Regions from separate parts of the Rattus norvegicus genome. Here region 1 is linked to region 2. A link is a contact called in public Hi-C data. All regions are on one chromosome and are shown on one strand. The core of a region is the stretch at or near the end of the contact, and the rest is flanking DNA. Distances in the headings are between cores, read along the strand shown.

Region 1 (2,759 bases), core at 122-2,621, 610 kb after region 2:
ATAGAACCTTCTGTGCCTATGAATTCAAAGGACCAGCATCCCACGATGCCCAGAAAGTCAAACCTGATGCTTTCTCTGGCCAGAGGTCTATGTGCCTTTAATATTTGCAAACGGCACTCCTTACTTTAATGAAAGTTCCCTTCACCAATTTTTTTTAAAAACCCAATTTATTCAGCCTTCCCGAAAACACATAAAACCCCACTTTGCAATTCTTGTTCAAGGTTAAACGCGGCCTTTTTATTAAAAGAGAAAGGTAAAACTCCACTGCCACCATCGCGTGTGGACATTCATGAAATTAACAAACACGAGGAAGTGTGCGCATGTTGTCAGCGTTTGCCAAGCATCCACGTGCGTCCTCCTGGGACAGAAGATCCTAGAAGCCCTGGCACTCTGTGCCACCTTAGGTCTTGCGCCTGACCCTGACTCAAGTCCACATCCCTCTGTCTCCACCAAGAGCTCCTCAAGGCTCGCGAAGCCTGACTGAGCATAGCCTCGGGTTGGCTTGGTGCACACAGCCAGTCCGCTCCACTCCTTTCAGCTGGGATCCCAGCGCAGCCCGGCTGGGTTAGCAAGTTATCACAACCCCCGCTGCACACCATTAGGGAGGCCGAGGGTGGGTTCTGGGCTCCCAGCCACAGTGGCCAGGGCTTGGGGAGAGGCAGATTCCTCTAGGGTCTTGGAGACCTCCCGCGGTGCAGAAAGAGACCGCTGGCACAGGGAAGCCCTGCACCCGTGGGGACCCGCTGAGGTCGCCCACCGCGCCGGGCAGGGGGAGGCAAGGAGGTCAAGTTTGGGGAGGTCGCGGGCTACACCACTAGGTTTGGAGGTCGCTGCGGGCACAACTGAGCACTGGCAGCCCACCCCGGCCGCCACCGGGGTCGAGAGGCCCGCGCAGCGCCTACTCCCGGCGGCTAGAGCGGGGAACTTCAGGCAAAGTTTTCTGCCTTTTCTGCCCAGGCCGCCCAGGAACACAGAGCCCCATGTACAAGTCCAGGCCCTATGGAGACATGGGGCCGAGATGGAGGTGCCTATGCCTGTGCCCGTGCTTGTCCTGCGGGCTCCTGCGTGCGCTGTGCGGGCGCCGGGGCTCGGCGGCTCTTTCCCTCCGGCCATCCGCCAGCCCCGCTCACCCGCTACGCGATGCCGGGTCGGGTCCTGCCTAACCCTGCCCGCCCCGAAGCTCGCCTCGGACTCTCTGACCCGGGGGTCGCCTACGTTTCAGGCGCCCCGGGAACGATAGTGGCGTCCCGCTTACCTGAAAATGTCTCCCCGGCCGCAGTTAGCAAAAGTCCAGCTAAAGTCACCAGGCAAGTCCCAAGTGTCCTCATGGTGCCGAGTGCGCGCCGGGCCGCCTCGGGGCGGCGGCGGCCGGTAGCCTCGGGAAGCCAAGGGGGACGCGAGCCTAAGCTGCAGGCTTCCAGGGTAGATACGACAGCAGCGAAACACCAGACCCCAAAGTGGCAACAGTTGCACAAGTCCGAAGTCCCGGGGCTCCGGGACGTGGGGACGGCGTCCTGGATCCTCTTGCCCTCCCTCTGGCCCCCGCTTAGAGTCTGGCGCCGCCGGGAGAGGGAGCGGAGGGCGCGCCCGGGGAGTCCAAATCCTCGCTGGGATCCGGTGCTCAGCCCGCCTAAGCGCTGCCCCTGATCCGGACCGAGCCGCCCGTGGCGCCGGGTCCGTGGCTGTGATCGCGCGCTTGCAGCCCGCCGCCTCTCCCGCAGCCCCAGCCACCTCGGGCAGCGGCGCGCCGAAGGCCGAGCCCGCGCCGGCTGCGCGCGGGGCTCCTGCTCCGCGACTGACTGGCGATGCCCCGCAGGCCGGCTGGAAGGAGCCCACGTCACGGCCGGGCCGGAGCCGCCGCGGCCCGCTAGAGGGCGCGAGCGCCCGTGTCCCCGGCCCGGGGCCAGCTCGGCCTGCGCGGCGCCTGCGGGCTCCGTGGGGCGGCCACCGCCAAGATGCGGGCGGGACTGGGCGGGCAGGAGCAACGGTCCGGGGCGCCACCCTCGACCCTAGCTCGCCCCGGCAGCGCCTCGGGTTTCCCACGCTGGCTTCGGGGACAGGGACCGCGCCCCAGCCAGAAGTTTGTCCCGGGTCACGGGCGGTGAGGAGTTGGAGCGCGCCAGGCACGGGGCGGCAGTGTCTCCGGCGGTGGCGGTGGTGGTGGCAGCAGCTGGCTCGTGAGCCAGGAAGCAGCCAGAGCCTTCAGCGCCCAGGGCCGCTCGTTCTGCAGCTTGCAAGGGGCATGCATGCCTCTGTGCCCGAGCCCAGAGCCCGGAGAGCAGGACGCGCTTCTGCTGCTCCACTGTGTGGTGTCGCCACCAGTGGAGCCCGGAGCTCGGAAGGCAGCAGTCGCATGGAACCAGGGATTGAGCAGAACCGGCGATTTCTGCAGCTGGTGCAAATGGAGAGTGAATCGGTGTCTTGAAACATTTTAATTCGCCATTTGGGGTCCGAGATGACTATTTTATTAAGTGAACAAAAACGCTATCAATGATTAAATTGAAAGTAAAAATTCAAATTTTTAATTTTAATTTTTTAAAAAAGCTGTTCATCATCTTGCTGAGTCCCGCCATTAGGGCACCTGTAGGCTATTTACCAAGCGAACTGCGGGCCACGCTGGTTAAACTAAGATCCCAATTTGTGTTCTGATGTATGTAAGTAGGTTAGAGCTCCACAGCGCGGAGCCTGGAGATCTCACATTGCCTCTCCTGTAGGACCTTTGCACAGTCCTTGGCTGCTTTTTTGGTGCTTTCAAGACC
Region 2 (3,078 bases), core at 139-2,638:
AGACAGACAGCTCAGTGAGCCTGCTTGTTGCTCAAATCCCCAGGACCTGCTCTGACTTACATATCATCATAGTGTTATGGAGGGGAGAGACAGGACAAAGGCTGCAGCTTTCTGGCCACCAGCTCAGCTCCAAGTACAGTGACATATTGTGTTGTAAGGGAACATGGTAGAGAAGGGTAGAATAGGACTCTCGAGCTCTCCTTGTCCTTTATGTACATACACGCCCACCTCAACATGTATGTGTACTTGAACATGCATGCCCACAGAGCCTCTCAAGTAACCTGCAGGGTAAGTATTAAACTAAACTCCACAGAGAAGCAAGCTTGAAGCTCTCCTGAACCAGACTCCCTTTAACATGGCTGCCAAGTGCTTGCTGGCTGTGTCTTGGGGCAGAGAGAAGAGCTGGTGTTAGTTACCATCTTTGTAAGCTCACTGTTTAATTCTGAGAAAGTGTCCCAGAGTGCCAACACACTTCGCCAGAGGGGATCGAACTCGAGACCTCAGGGCACATTGCCTTCCTGTGACTATAGTAGAGCCACAGTACCTTAAGCAACTATGGTGGGCTTTTAAAAACCAGTCCCATGGAGCACGGGGACGCCACGTTCATACCCTTGAGAGGCAGGCAGGTTTCCCTTGTTGGTAGCCAAGGGGAAGGCAAGGCTTGGCGTGTTCTGTGTAAGCCCTACTCTTTTGTTTGTATGAAACATGCAGATGGCATGTACTTCTGTGGTGGTTTGAATGAGAATGTCCCCCATAGGCTCTTACGTTTGGGAAGGCCTGGTCTGGTTGGGGGAGGTGTGTCACTGAGGGTGAACTCTGAAGTCCCAAAAGCCCATGCCTTCCAGGCTCCCCCTCCCCACCCACCGTCTCTGCCTTCTGCTTGCTGATAAGGACACAAGGTCTCAGCCACTGTTCTGGTGTCATGCCTGCCTTCTTGCCTCCTACCATGATGGTCACGGGCTCTAACCCTCTTGAAATGTGAGCCCCCAATTAAATTCTTCTTTTATTAGTTGCTTTGGTCATGGAGTTTTGTCATGGGAACAGAAAAGTAACGAAAACAGCCATCCAATATGACAGCCACTAGCCTCGCTTGCTGTTCAAATTCAAAATAATGAGAAGGAAATGAAAGATTTAAAAAAAAATATTGGCTTCTCAGTCATGGCAGCCACATTCCAAGTACTTAGCAACCTGGGACTTGAATGGATCAGAACATTTCCAAAATCCCAGGGGACGCCGGGGCATCCCAACCATAGCAACTGTGCTGTCAGGCCAAGGAATGTTCCGGCAGGCAAGCTGGACTTTCACAATCAATAAAGCAAATGCACAGCTCCCTTGGAATTCCCGGACCCTGCGAGTTTGTTCTTTTCTAAGGAACAGCGTGTGGTGAACGAGGGGCTCCCCAGGCTCTGCTTCGAGCTGTTGTTGGTTTCTGCTCCTTCCTCAAAAGCCCGGACTCTGTTAGGCGACCGCAGTGGGCCCATCGGTACCTCGATGCCATCCTGTATGATTTGGGGCAGTTGGATGCAGAGGATGGATGGTCTGGGCCCTGGGAGAAGGAGGCTCATCAATCTGCTACGAGCCTCGGCGCGGTTACGGAACATTAATGAGGTTGGGCTCGATTTAGGAGCTGTCTGAGGCATTATGGATGGTGGCGCTCGGTTTCGCAGGCGCTGGGAATTTCTGAGAGATAATCCTGGCCCCTTTGCTAATGAGTATTGTGATATGGAGACTATCATTTAACTTCTGAGTTTCGCTTTCCTGCCCTTAAAATGGGGCCATTACTGACCTACCTAACCCACTGTCCGGAGGATTAATGCGCCAAAGGGTGTGGAGCTCTGCGCGCGAAGCCTGCTGTGAGCCAAGCCATTACTTCTATTCCTTCTTATGCAGCAGTTGGGGAGCATTAAAGTCGATGGTGTTTGCTCCTTCCAAAATGCATTTTCTCCCTCTGCTTTGTGACATGACCTGTGTTCCATAGACCCCGCATATAAAAGGAAAACCAGGCCCCCAGGGAGGACGCACAGGGAGGTAGTTGGGGGTCACAGATGATTTTTTCCCTCACTTAGCACAGGCCTTGACACTAGCTCTTGCAGGAGATACAGAGGCAGGCACTGCATGGTAAATTCTCATTGCACGAGCCGGGGAGCCAGCCCTGCCGGGGCTCACCACCGCGGCCACCACCACCACTTACATGCTATGATGTTTCCGTATCTATTCTTCATTCTGTTCTCGTCTTTCTTAGCCGAGTCCCACGGTGCAGACTGTCCTTCAAAGAAGCTCTGGAAGAGAGAGAGAGAAAGTGACACTAAGCTTGGCAGTTTGATGTCGTGAACAGAGGGGTCTTAATGGGAGGGGGTCCTTCATGTGGGGTGGTGGCCAGGCAGGCAGTCCTAACGAGAATGAAGCTGTCTCACTTGGGGAATATTTTATTCGGCTTTCGTCTTGGAGAGCATCGCACAGAGGTAGAGGATAGAGAGAAAAATCCACAATTTATTCAGACAATGCCCTGCTGGAATATTTGAAGGAGAGAAAAAAAACTCAACATTTCCCCAAATTCCTTCATTATATTACACATTTCCATTAATCTTTTAAGACATACTCCTCCCCACCCCCTTCCTAATAAATAACCAAAGGAATGTTATTTTGGGCTGGAATGGGAAAGCCAAATCTTTACGGCATTAAGATTAAAATCCTGCAATATACCCTGAATTTCATCTGGATATATAATGTGAGGGGGCTTAGGTTTTTCCTGTCCATTTATAATGAAAACCACCTTTTGTTATCAGTGGACAAGTGACAACAAGACCGATCTGCGCTTTTAGTCCCACTCTAGTGCCCATGGCGCCCGTGGATACTCAATGCTACACAGTTATGGGCGGCAGCACAGTAGGTAACGTGTGCACTACCTAACGTGAGTAAAGCTTACTTCCTGTCGGTGTCACGGATGCTAAGCAAGCTTATCTCCAACACTGCTGGGATGGGGCTCAGGTGCTGCAGACTTGCCTGCCGGGTACACAGCGCCTGGACCATGTGCACCGTGAACAGTGTTAAGCGTGATCTATGCTTGTCTGTCATTGG

What was found. Hi-C and Micro-C count contacts between places; a contact is called where the count stands out from the background.
Region 1: a contact with region 2 is called in a Hi-C map of frontal cortex, with 1.8 times the contacts expected there. The contact joins the promoter of Ptprm here to the enhancer-like site in region 2. A contact is called at or near these places in 3 of 12 Hi-C or Micro-C datasets (the A7r5 cell line, Schwann cells and frontal cortex).

What each region holds. Positions count from the first base shown.
Region 1 is chr9:114,789,106-114,791,864 of GRCr8, forward strand. It overlaps Ptprm (protein tyrosine phosphatase, receptor type, M), which reads right to left and starts at 1,372. Exons shown (of 33, transcript NM_001168632.1): 1 at 1,256-1,372. The coding sequence starts at 1,328.
Region 2 is chr9:114,181,708-114,184,785 of GRCr8, forward strand. It overlaps Ptprm (protein tyrosine phosphatase, receptor type, M), which reads right to left. Exons shown (of 33, transcript NM_001168632.1): 20 at 2,192-2,279. Among named protein-coding and RNA genes, the nearest start is that of Themis3, 160 kb to the left of the region's middle. Within about 2 kb of position 1,389, at least 21 of the 93 cell types and tissues checked have an H3K27ac peak or open chromatin away from gene starts, as enhancers often do.